Regions from separate parts of the Sus scrofa genome. Here regions 2 and 3 are each linked to region 1. The links are chromatin contacts, called in public Hi-C and HiChIP or PLAC-seq maps. All regions are on one chromosome and are shown on one strand. The core of a region is the stretch at or near the end of the contact, and the rest is flanking DNA. Distances in the headings are between cores, read along the strand shown.

Region 1 (3,884 bases), core at 436-2,935:
GGAGAATTTTTCTAATGTGTGGGCACAATCATTCTAGACCAATGTCAAAGTATCAGTCATTTTTCTTTCTGTATTTTAAGAACAATATCATAGAATGATACATTTATTCCAAGTGTGGTGTTTTTTTGTGTGTGTGTAAATTTTTTTTCTTTTTATAACCTAGAAAATTTTCTTGCCTTTCATCACTTTTTATAGCCACGAAGTAATTCCTTTCAATTGATTAAATTGCAAGGCTGAAAGTCATAATGCTATTACCACAGATATCATTAAAAATACGTATAACTGAAGAACAACAACGAAACCCTTTTTTACTGCATTTTTCTTTGTTCTTTATTCACAGAGGAAATAAACTCCAAGTATCTAATTTTGAAAGGTGAGGCTGGCTAGCCTTAGGGTTAAAACTCATGATAGATATTACATTTTCTAGAAAGCCAAGCAATTGACTCTGAACTTAAGTGGCAAATTAACGTGCTCTTTATATAAAGATAGATTAGTGCAATCTTGCCTTTAGTATCATCTCCGTACTGTGTTTGTGTCTATGTGTGTGCTGTCTTAGATTCTAATGGAACCATAAAAAAGGCCAAAAGTTCACAAATTTCATAAAAGGAAAATGTACAGAGAATCATAGCCATTGTGGTAGTGACTCTTGTCCCTAAACATTGCTTCTTAGGTAGTTTCATTAACATGAAAGCAATAGTTGCTTCACAGAGACATTTATTTTACGCTCATGTTTTGTGGCTGCAGTACACCAGGACTCTTCAGAAGAAAAAAAAAAGGCAGCTAAATTCCCCAAAAGAATAATTTTTAAATTCCTTCGGGATCTAGTGATTTTTTTGGAGGTCTACTTCACGTTCAATTCTGACAGACAAGGAATCCTATCACTTTGAATTCAACAGTATTCTTCTACAAGGGGATTTTTTTTTTTTTCCATGAGAGTTTTTCACCCCTGTTTGTCCTGGTTTTTCACCCCTGTTTGTCCTGAGGGCTTATGCCCTTTGGTGTTTGTAATGGCTAAGCTATAATTGAGGGTGTTTCTCACGGCCAAACACGGTTGAGAAAGAGGGTTGGAGAAATGTGAGCTTTGAATGCATAAATGAAGTGGTGTTCCAGGAAAGGGGACAGGGGCTTCTCCTTGTCAGAGGGAAGAACTGCTACTGGTAAGTGGGAGGAGGGCACGGTAGTGATTTGGATGCAATCAGATCACTCGCCTTGTGAGTCATCGTTAGTCACACCCACATCCCTTGCTGACTCCTCTCTGTCCCATTTTTTCCACGGTTGCATCAGGGATCAGCATTGCAAACAGCCAGGCACTGAGTCAGCTTCTCTATTGGTAAAAGGGAAGCAACTTGAATTGTTAGCCTTTGGCAGGAAAAAACAAAATTAAAAATCCTTATTCTAAGGCTGCGTGTGAAGAGAAGGAACGTCTTTATTGAGCTTATAGGTTTTACTTATTATGTAGAGTCACTGATGTATAATATTTGCTGTGGTCTGAATTGTATCTCCCCCCACCACCCCCAAATTCATATGTAGAGCCCCTAATTCCTAATATGACTGAGTTTGGAGATGGGGCCTTTGAAGAAAGAATTTGGGTTCGAGGCGGTCATGAGGGTGGGGTCCAAGTCCGGGGACCAGTGCACTCCTAAGAAGAGGAAGAGACACTAGGGATGCCCAGGCTTAGAGGACAGGCCACGTGAGGACACATCGAGAAGGTGGCATCTCCAGGCCAAGGGGAGAGGCCTCAGGAGACACCAGCCTTGCTGACAACTTGACCTTGGATTTCCTGCCTCCAGAACTGTGAGAAATAAATGTTGGTGTCCCCCAGTCTGCGATGCTTTGTTAACGGCAGCTCTGGCAGATTAATACACTGTTGATGGATGATTCCCACGCAATCCCTTATTCAAAAATGACTCCGTTGTACATACTTCTACCATTTGTACATATGGTTAAATACTGTTCTTATTTATTGGAAACACATCCCAAGCCTTAATGGCTCTATTGCCTTGTTATTAAGGAGACTGCAGAGATCTAGAATTATTATTATTATTTTTTTCCTGCGAATATGGTGACACAGCTACCAATGAGAGAACTAAGGAATTAAAAATAGTTAATCAAATTTTCAAATGTACTTATGAATACAAGGTCATCAGCACATGGGCTCCCAGAGAGGCTGAAAAGACCTGCGTGTATTGCATTCATCTGTAGTTCAGGAAGACTCATCAGCCTTAAACACGCAAGTCTGAAATGTGAGGAAAACATGATAGCTGCCCACATACCCCTTGCTTGAGCTAACATATCCTTAAGGTAGGCGCTTTTGCCAGCTGATTATGTGGTAGGAAGATAGTTAGGAATATATAACCTAACAAATAAATATCAAGAGATGCCTCGTGGGAGTTGTTACAGTGGAACAAAAGAACTAAATTCTTGACTAATTTTTTAAGCCTTAAAACTGGAGCACACACACAATGCAGATGACATAAGACACAGCAACTTCTTTCTCTACTCACCCTTTCTAGATAAACAGTCCATGGACTTGGCATGTGATGAGAGTCAAAGGTGAAGAATAAAGTTGAGACATAGGCTTTTGAGAAACAACCAGGAGCTAGTGTCAGCAAGGAGCAGGGAAGAGACAATTGAAACGTCTGTTGGGTTAGTCCACCTGAGAGTTGAGGAGACCAGTTCTTTGCTTCCTGAGCACAGCTCTTAGATGTTTCAATTTTTCTAGTTTATAAGACATTTCCCATGGCATGGCTTAGAAGGCTTGAGGAGAAGTGTTTGGACACATGGGCCAGAAGTAGCCTCATTGAGTTTCCTTACTCCTAGTCATAGATTTCCTGGGTATGCATGAGGGGCTCCGATGTGGCCCCAGGGAGGTCTTATGCTGAAAGGAAGTGTTTCTGTCACTTAACTGCTGAAGAGCTGAGACTCTCAGATGTGTGGGCAGCTGCTGCTCCTGTACTTCTAGGTTTTGATCTACTCATGTTTGTCAGGCCACAGGGCCATCTCTGGGGATGACCTTGCATTCTGTGAGATTATGCTTCTCTCTTCCTTATCCTCACCTAGTGAAAGAGCCCTCCAAATAAAAAATGGAGTTTATTGTAAAAAAGGAAACATTTCATTTTTTGTATATCTGGGTTTGGTCTTAAAAGGCCACGGATGCCCCAACTTAATCTTAACTGGTTGGTGGGGGCAACCAGTTCCCACCTGGTAGAGTGGGCGCATTTTGTATTTGGGAGGCAGATGTAGAAAGGTGAGAGGTAGGCCAGCAGGATAGTCTCTTGGGCCTTGAATGCCCATTTCCATAACTGGTTGTCTTTAAAAGAATGGGAACTTCTGCTCTAAAGACTGAGTGCTCTATTAGGGCTTTGTGGGTAACATGTGCTTCTTGTCCTTTGTTTCTGGTCTTATTTTAAATCTCCTAAAGAGACTCCTCTTAGCCTAATCCTCAACAGGATGGTGTGCTTAGATTATATGAAGGTTTTGGGGAGGGGGCCGGTTTCCAGAAACACAAGGCAAGCTAGATTCTTACCACCAACTGGAGTAGATGCAATTGCAGACAGACTCTGGAGCCATGCTGGCCATTCATTGTAGAACAGTTTAGATATGGGAGAAACTGGGTCAAGGACAAAAGCCCAGGACAGAGGACATCAGAGCCAGGACAGTGCAGGGCCTGCCCTTCCGCAGTGTGTGCTCATCTTCTGTTTCAATTACAACCAAACTTGTCTTCAGGTGATTAGATCTTTCTCTGGAGGACATTTCTTAAAATCTCCTGAACAAATATCATTTACCTAAAGCATTCCATGCCACCATGTTCTTAATGACTTGAGAGGGAATCTATTTCGATGTTTTGTGTGTCCTTACAATAAATAGGTCGTTATAAAAGCTAC
Region 2 (3,952 bases), core at 59-2,558, 310 kb after region 1:
CTCACGGCAACGCCGGATCCTTAACCCACTGAGCAAGGGCAGGGACCAAACCGACAACCTCATGGTTCCTAGTCGGATTCGTTAACCACTGCGCCACCACGGGAACTCCTCATTTGCATTTTATTTGGAGATAACTGTAGAATTCTGCTCTCATAATTACACATTTAAATTGTTTAATAAACAACAAGGTCCTAGTGTGTAGCACAGGGAACTATATATATTATCCTATGATAAACCATAATGGACAATAATATTAAAAATAATACATATGCGTGTGTGTGTGTGTGTGTGTGTGTATATGACTGAATCATTTTGCTGTATAGCAGAAATCAATGCAATATTGTAAATCAACTATAATTCAATTAAAAAAGATAATTGTTTAAATAAATAGCCTCACAAATTCTTTTAAATAAGGATTGATAAATCTTTGAAAAATCTTTGAAAAATCTTTTTTTAAATTAAAAGCATTTGAAAAATCTTTTTTTAAATTAAAAAAATTTTTTTTATTACTCAATGAAGTTATTACATTTATAATTGTACGATGATCATCACAATCCAATTTGTTTTCACTTTTCTTTTGAACTGGGTAACAGCTGAAATAAGTGAGAAATGGTCTCGATAGAGAGTTGGCATTGGGTTCCTGACTCTACTTAGGTTTACAAATTTGAGGAGTTAATAACTCACATTTACCAAGGATGCACTATGATCCAAGTACTGGATCAAGTGTTTTAAATGGATTATTTTATTGAAGCTTCTCAACAAGCTTTTGTGTGTGTGTGTCTTTTTTCTAGGGCCTCTCCTGCGGCATATGGAGGTTCCCAGGCTTGGGGGGGGGTGGTCTAAGCCTACACCACAGGCACAGCAATGCAGGATCCAAGCCTTGTCTGCGACCTACACCACAGCTCACGGCAATGCTGGATCCCTAACCCCCTGAGTGAGGCCAGGGATCAAACCCACAACCTCATGGTTCCTAGTCAGATTTGTTAACTACTGAGCCACGCCGAGAACTCCCTCAACAAGCTTAATGTGATGCTTTTAGAGTCTCCTGTGAAATTGAGGCACAAAGAACTGCTTAAACTCAAATAGTTAGGAAGTGGAGGGGGGGAGCTCTGATTCAAATGCAGGTGGTCTCATTTCAGAGACCAGATTCTAAATGTGGATACTACATTTGATCACAGTCACTGAGACTCAACCCTTTTTAACTTTGCAGGTGGGAATCCAGTATTTCTGGATCATAACAAAGGCCTGCACATGTTTCATTGTGACCATTGGCCGAGTTTCTCCACTGGGAGAGGCTCATGCAGACACCAGCCAAGACTGAGGACGTCCATTTAGATCAAATTCCAACTGCTTGTTTACTCCTCTAGCTGCCGTTTCAGGCTTGTCTTTTGGGGAATTTTTTTTTTTTTTAATCTGTCTTGAAGCTGAAGACGTTCTATGCTGGAAACTAAGTGACTATATTAAAAAGCAGTTCATTCTTAAGTCTTTTTATTTAGCCCCATAAGCAAAGTTAAAAAGTTACTTTGCTTGCACTGATTGTTTATGGCAACCATGGAAATTCAAACAGACTGACAGAGGTTTGCCCTGGAGTTCAAGGACCTCAGAGTATGGACAAATACATTTCTTAAAAATAATTAAATATCTGATAGTAATCATTTTATGGAGGCTGGTGCACAACCAAAAGATATTCGTTTGCTCTGATCATATTAGTATGGAATAAGTTTAGGGCTCATAAATATATTCAATGGCTAGTGTGTTTTTATTCTTAACATGACGTTAGATGTTATTTAATCATAATTCATAAGTTAAAATGTTACTTACAATTAAAAAAAAAGAAACTTAAATGTCCAGCAATATGGGATTGGTTAAGACATTTTTATTCGTAAGATGGAATGCAACACTCATTAAAATATATTTAGGTGAATAATCCTGTTAAAAATGTGGTTAAGTGGGAATAAATTAGTAACAACTACAAATCAGGAACAGGATATGAATTCACTTTCATAAAACAATCAACAAAAGAAAATAATTACCTATGATAAGATATTTCAATCTTTTTCTTTTTGCTTATTTTTATTTTTAACACTAAATATGTATTGTTTGCATAAGGAAAAATTACAAATGAAATATTACTTTAGGACAATGTACAAGAAGGCAATCTATTCATGAAGGAAACACAAATTAGGTATTGTGGATGAAAGACAAATATAAAAGGCAACTCATTGAAAATGCTTTCTTAAGATTTTATTTATGCAAATGCTAGGTAGCATATGCTGAACCTTGCAGTTTGGCATGCAAATAGCTCATCTTCTAATGGCCCAGGGGATCTTGCTCAGGTATGGGAGATTATTTAAAGTTACTTTAAACAACCAATTCCATTTAGTCTATAGAACCAAGCAGAGTAAAAAAAACAAAAGCCTATCCCAAGTTGGAATAGGTCAGCTACCCTATTAAAAACATGTGGGTTTTTATATTATTAATTCTCCTTAGGGCCAATTTTGTCTGTACATATTTGTTTACCTCAAGAATAAAAGTTACATTGACCTGGAGCAGAAATCTTATTCCTTCTAAAGTCCATCTGGCCATTTGCAATTTTACTCATTGGCAAGTATCCAAAAAAAAAAAGATCTAACATATTCCAAAATAGACCTTGCCTTATATTTAGGATTTTATAAACTTTGAAATGTGTTTTCAACACTTATGAAATACTTAAACTTCTTTAAATGCTCCCCATTGCTCTTTGAATAATATCTAAACTTTAAAAAATGATTTATGTGGTCCTTCTTGGTCTGGCCCTTGTTTGCTCCACTTGTCCTATCTGCCTTGTCTCTCTAGCTCCTCAAAATGTTTCCAATTAAACTGGATTTATTTCAGTTCCTTTGTGCACACTCTTGCCTGTGGAACTTCCTGTTCTCCTAAGCAACTCTCACTCATACATGAAGTCTAGGATGAAACATCCCAGTTCCTCTAGAGATCACATCGAGGAATCACCTGTCCACCTGGATCGTGGAGAGAAACTAAGTTTTTTTATTCTCCACTGCATTGCCAGGTCCTAATATAAAGAAGGTCTACATTGAATATGTAATGATGGATACCATGCAGATTTCCTTTGAACACTATATTTCTGAAGATGAATTTCATTCTCCCCCAATATGGTATGTGGGAAAGACCAGGAGATTTGGTGGTAAAAGCGTCTGGCCCTTGGGTCCCATGTTTGCTGTGAATGTGTTACTCAAACTCCCTGATCTGCAGTTTATTCAGTTCTAAATTGGGCCAATACAAATACCCTCCTTAGGATCTCCTACTGTGGCACAGTGGATTAAGAATCTGGTGTTGCCTCACCTGTGGCATAGGTTGCAGCTGTGGCTTGGATTTGATTCCTGGCCCTGAACTTTTATATGCTGTGGGTATAGAAAAAAAAAAAAAAATACACTCCTCATTAGTTTAACTTCAGGAACAAATTAGGCCGTGCATATGAAAGTATTTTTTTTAAATGATGAAGTGTCATGTATGTGTCAGTTATTTTACTATCCGTGTTTCAACCGAGGTCTCATGAGTAACAGTAGGTAGTGGTTGAGTTGTCGCTTATCCTAAGGCTTTATCTACATCTATCAACAGCAGCAACAAAGGGACATGCAAAGTAAGTAAAAGCAGTATGCTTGCTATGCAAATTACATTGTCATATGCCCTGAGCTGCTAATTCCTAATATGTTCCTGCTCCTTATATAAAGAAACTTTAGAGGCACTGCCATCTTAACTTACAAGATCCTTATAGCTAGAAGCACATAGCAATCAAAACCCATCCCAAATGGATTTTCTCAAAATTAAGTTGACCAGATAGATTAGGGAGATTTTTTAATTGCCTTAATCTATGATTGGATATTATTGACATGAAATTTTGAATGATGGAAAAAAAACATATAATTTGGCAAAGAATTAGCACCAAAATGAG
Region 3 (4,073 bases), core at 1,446-3,945, 450 kb after region 1:
AATATGAAGCTATTGAATCGGAAGAAAACAGGAAACATTTGGATTTAATTCCATCTTGGATTCATTCCACCAACGTCCAACATAATGCAAGGTCTGAGTAAATGTGATTGCTCTCCTCTGCCCTCATTCTTTTAGTCTTTTCTGTACTTTTGCACTGTAGAATTATGTTAATGCCACATATATTTTAAAAGATCATATCTCAAGCCAGTTAGTAATATTACTTATTCTTGCAGAGGTTTAAAGAAAAGAAGAGAGAAAAACAAACTTAATTTCAGACTGTAGATGCATTTGGAGAGGGCCATTTAAAGCTTCAAAACACAAGAGAGCATTAAAGGGTGTTGTGCTGGCAGGATGCATTTTGATGAACTAACTCTGAACAGGAACATGCTTTTGTAAAACACTTAAGATTGGTTCTTCCATTAAAAAAAAAAATCTTTTGATCTAGAATCAAAAATGCACCCACTAGGAAATGGACTAAGCTAATATGAGGTAGCTATTGGGAGTGAGAATCTACTTGGCACCTGTTACAGGTAACATACTGATGGCTTATATTTTATTTTTAACTATTGCTTTGCTTATGAAAAAAGTTGAGAAAATCAGGATGATAACAGATGGAGGAATGTGACCTGTGTTTACCCATTGGCTGAATCCCATAGGTTTGCATATGCAAAACAAGTATCGCTTCAAATATGAAACTAATTTTTTGAAGGATTATAGGGAGATTAAAACCACAATGAGAAAGAAGAACCTAGAAAATGAGTACACATTGTACTTTTGAAAATTCGCTAAGCCCCGAGTTTGTAAATGTTCAGGAAAAGAGGTCTTAACAAAAATTGTAATATTTTCCAAATGATCTCGTTCTAGAATGTTTTATTTTTTAGAGTGTTTTAAATGCATATCTGAAAGCAACTATTTATTTGTTCATTTAAAAAATTATCTGGAAATTATATGTAAGCTTAAGAAATTTAATCATGGAGTGACTTTATAGCATATAGCATATAGTATCATATCATTGCATTATTATATGAGCTCTAACAACTGGGAAAAATTATATTTTAATATTTTTGAAATTACCCAAGTAAGACTATTTTTAATAAATAATCTTTTCACCATGCTGGAATGGTGACAAGTTATATGGCAATTTCATACAATAAGCAGTTAATATCAAAAGACAAACACTTATCAAATGTGCTAAATGTCAGTTTAATAGCGGTTTTCAGAATTTCTAGAAGTAATTAGTTGTTTGCCATATTTTGGGTAAGGTTGACTTGTGTTTGGGTGTTCTGGATATGCTTGTATGTTCGTGTGTGCATGCATTAACTCTACATAAGCTAAAAATAGTTAAATGCAAGTGGAAGGTTTAAATGTTTAATTTGCTTTGCTTTGCTATATAGTTTCCTTTTCAGACTGATGGACATAGGCAATTGCTCTGTTCATAAGTAGTGTAGCATAAATATACTTTATTTTTTCAGTTTTATGAAAGGAATTTACATGTGTTTTGAAAGTGGACTTCAAGACAAAAATCTAATCTTTTAACTAAAGACAAGCAACTAGATTTGACTATAAATGTAAAATATAATATGTACTTAACTGTGCATATTAAGCTATAAACTTATGGTCCTACCTGGCCATATACACACCCAGGATTCTCCTATGAGTGCCCAAATTCCCATTGCCATTGCAAACTCTCATTTTATGTAAGAATGTCAACTAACTTGAACCAATTTTTCCCTCGAAGTTTGTCACATAGGAAGAAAACACAAGGAATCGTATGATAATTTTAAGAACTTTATTGGAGCAATTAATATTACTCTGTTTTATGTTTTTTTTTTGTCTCTTGAACAGAGAAAATTTGACTCCCCATCAGTTGAATATTTATGACTATTTTTAGTCAAATACTTATAAGAAAATGTCAATTACCCAGTCTTAATAACTGACACATTTGCTATTATCACAGACTCTTCTGTTGAAGGAGGTGACATTGAATACATGCATTTGACCATTAGGAAAGCATAATATTTTGCAATGTTTTTCTCCACCTATTTTTCAACTATATCTAATTGATTATCCTCCTGTAACATTTTATTCTGTTTGTGAAACCCTGTCCTTAAGCATCTTCCTTTTCCAAGGGCATCAAAATTTTGAAATCAATGGCATAGGCTGTCTGGCAAACACAAAATTGATAGCCTTCCTTCCTTGTATTAGCATAACCTGCCAATTTATTATGAAAGAGTGAATGACATGCTTGCGTTGCGATTAGAACTGGTCATGACAGGTCACTTGAAAACTTACTGATGGTGTGTGAGACATGCTTTTTAATTAAAATGTAGGACTGGGTTGCTAGCCAAACACCCTTTTCTCCTTACTCATCACATTTATTGAGTCATGTATTTGCTTATTTGCATTATTTTAAATTAGCAATGATGAGTCAGGGTAGGGTACAGAAGGCAGGTCCCTTAGAAAGGGGGGGTGGAGGGTGGGGGACACAGAATAACATGATCTTTTTTTCAGGGTGAGCAAAAGCTCATTGCCTGGAGAAATACTGCAAAAAGATATGAACATTAACATTATAACTTGGATGAGATAAATTTTTACCAGAATTAACTGTTCATTTCATTCTTCTCCTTAAGGCAGACGCAAGGGGAGATTGGTTCTCCCACTTTCACCCGCTTCTCTTTCACAAAGTTAGAACTTAAGCAAGAGATTCCCAGCCCAGATTGCACAATATCCTTGGGGTTATTGTGATCTCCTAAGGATGTTGTGAAACTCTCAAGGCGAAATTAATTGCAATGTGACTTCGTTTTTTCAAGTGAAATGTGTACCATAAAGCAGCCTCAGGAGGAGGCTTGATGGATAAAGAGGGAGGTGAGGAATCCAGCTAAGGATTACAGGGTGTCAGAACTGCAGGACTCTGGTGGCTGGCAGTGACTTCTGCTTTCATCCCACAGACATCTGCGGATGAGGGCATGGGATGAAAAGCCATGAATCTTCTCTGTAATTTTTATTGCCACAACATTCCACCGTGGCTGCACTGCTCAGCCCCAAAGAGCTCACACGTACTTTTGTTTGTTCAGAAGCGTTTTTAAAGACTTGAGTATGCCCACTTATGGCTGTGAAAGAGGGTCTTGCTGTGAGTTAGAGTCTGTTGTTTTTGTTTGTTTGTTTGTTTGATTTGGCTTGTTTGTTGCAGAATACAGTATCTGACTTACAGTTACCTCCTTTCACTTTTAGACTGGACAGAGCTTGGTTTAAATCTTTTTCCAGTAATGTGAATTGGACATGCTAAGGAACAATTTCCTCATGTGTCAAATGGGCCAGCATCTACCTCCTAGGACTGGTGTGAGAAAAGAGTTTTAAATACTCTGACAAAACGCTGTCTGGAGAGAAGAAACTCCATCAAGTTTAGTCCCTAATGGTTTCCTAATGAGACTGTCTCAGTCAGAGCTGCCGTTTTCACTTGGCTTTGCTGTCCTGAGTGTGTTTATCTTCTCTCTGATTTTACTGCAAGTTCTAGGTCATTCACAAGTGGAGTGTATCTTTCATTTATCAGCTCTAACCACATATTTCATCAGGTTGCTTTGTTTTCATAAAAGGCAAAACCTGGAAAATATCTGTTAGGGCCAGCCAGTTCAATCTTCCCATTTTTATGGCTGAAAGGAACTAAGATTCAGTCAAATTTCATCATTTTCCAAATAAGTTTTCAGCTAAAATTGGTGAAACAGGGGAGACTAAACTCCCACTCTCTAGACCAGACCCAGTCTCAGGCCTTTGCTATATCACCCGTCACTTCTGTGTGTAATCATGTTTTTATTTCAAAGATCCATCAGAGTACTTACAGATAAGCAAGGTTGGGACTTTGTGAAAATGTAGAAATCCTTGTTTAATTTCTGTAACTGAATTTGATATCTGCCTTCATGAAGTCAGTTACTGTGAAGAGTTGATTTCCTACAGCAATAACAGAAAATGTGTTTTGACACCACAGTCAGTGAGCTGTAAATTTACAGTTTTAAGTTGGATGCTAAGAAGACAAAGCAAACTGAGTCACAAACAAGACAGGAAGTAGTTTCAGTTGT

The links. Hi-C and Micro-C count contacts between places; a contact is called where the count stands out from the background. HiChIP or PLAC-seq counts read pairs in DNA pulled down with a chosen protein or histone mark.
Region 2: a Hi-C map of liver shows a contact between it and region 1, with 2.7 times the contacts expected there. The contact joins two enhancer-like sites. A contact is called at or near these places in 1 of 47 Hi-C or Micro-C datasets (liver) and 1 of 2 datasets of contacts at active chromatin or transcription factors (alveolar macrophages).
Region 3: an H3K27ac HiChIP or PLAC-seq map of alveolar macrophages shows a contact between it and region 1. The contact joins two enhancer-like sites. A contact is called at or near these places in 2 of 47 Hi-C or Micro-C datasets (embryonic fibroblasts and mesenchymal stem cells) and 1 of 2 datasets of contacts at active chromatin or transcription factors (alveolar macrophages).

Annotation. Positions count from the first base shown.
Region 1 is chr15:128,076,047-128,079,930 of Sscrofa11.1, reverse strand. No RefSeq gene overlaps it. Among named protein-coding and RNA genes, the nearest start is that of IRS1, 230 kb to the left of the region's middle. Within about 2 kb of position 1,685, at least 22 of the 83 cell types and tissues checked have an H3K27ac peak or open chromatin away from gene starts, as enhancers often do. A contact at or near this core is called in alveolar macrophages and liver, where this site is marked.
Region 2 is chr15:127,762,722-127,766,673 of Sscrofa11.1, reverse strand. No RefSeq gene overlaps it. Among named protein-coding and RNA genes, the nearest start is that of IRS1, 540 kb to the left of the region's middle. Within about 2 kb of position 1,308, at least 4 of the 83 cell types and tissues checked have an H3K27ac peak or open chromatin away from gene starts, as enhancers often do. A contact at or near this core is called in liver, where this site is marked.
Region 3 is chr15:127,631,518-127,635,590 of Sscrofa11.1, reverse strand. No RefSeq gene overlaps it. Among named protein-coding and RNA genes, the nearest start is that of NYAP2, 600 kb to the right of the region's middle. Within about 2 kb of position 2,695, at least 15 of the 83 cell types and tissues checked have an H3K27ac peak or open chromatin away from gene starts, as enhancers often do. A contact at or near this core is called in alveolar macrophages, where this site is marked.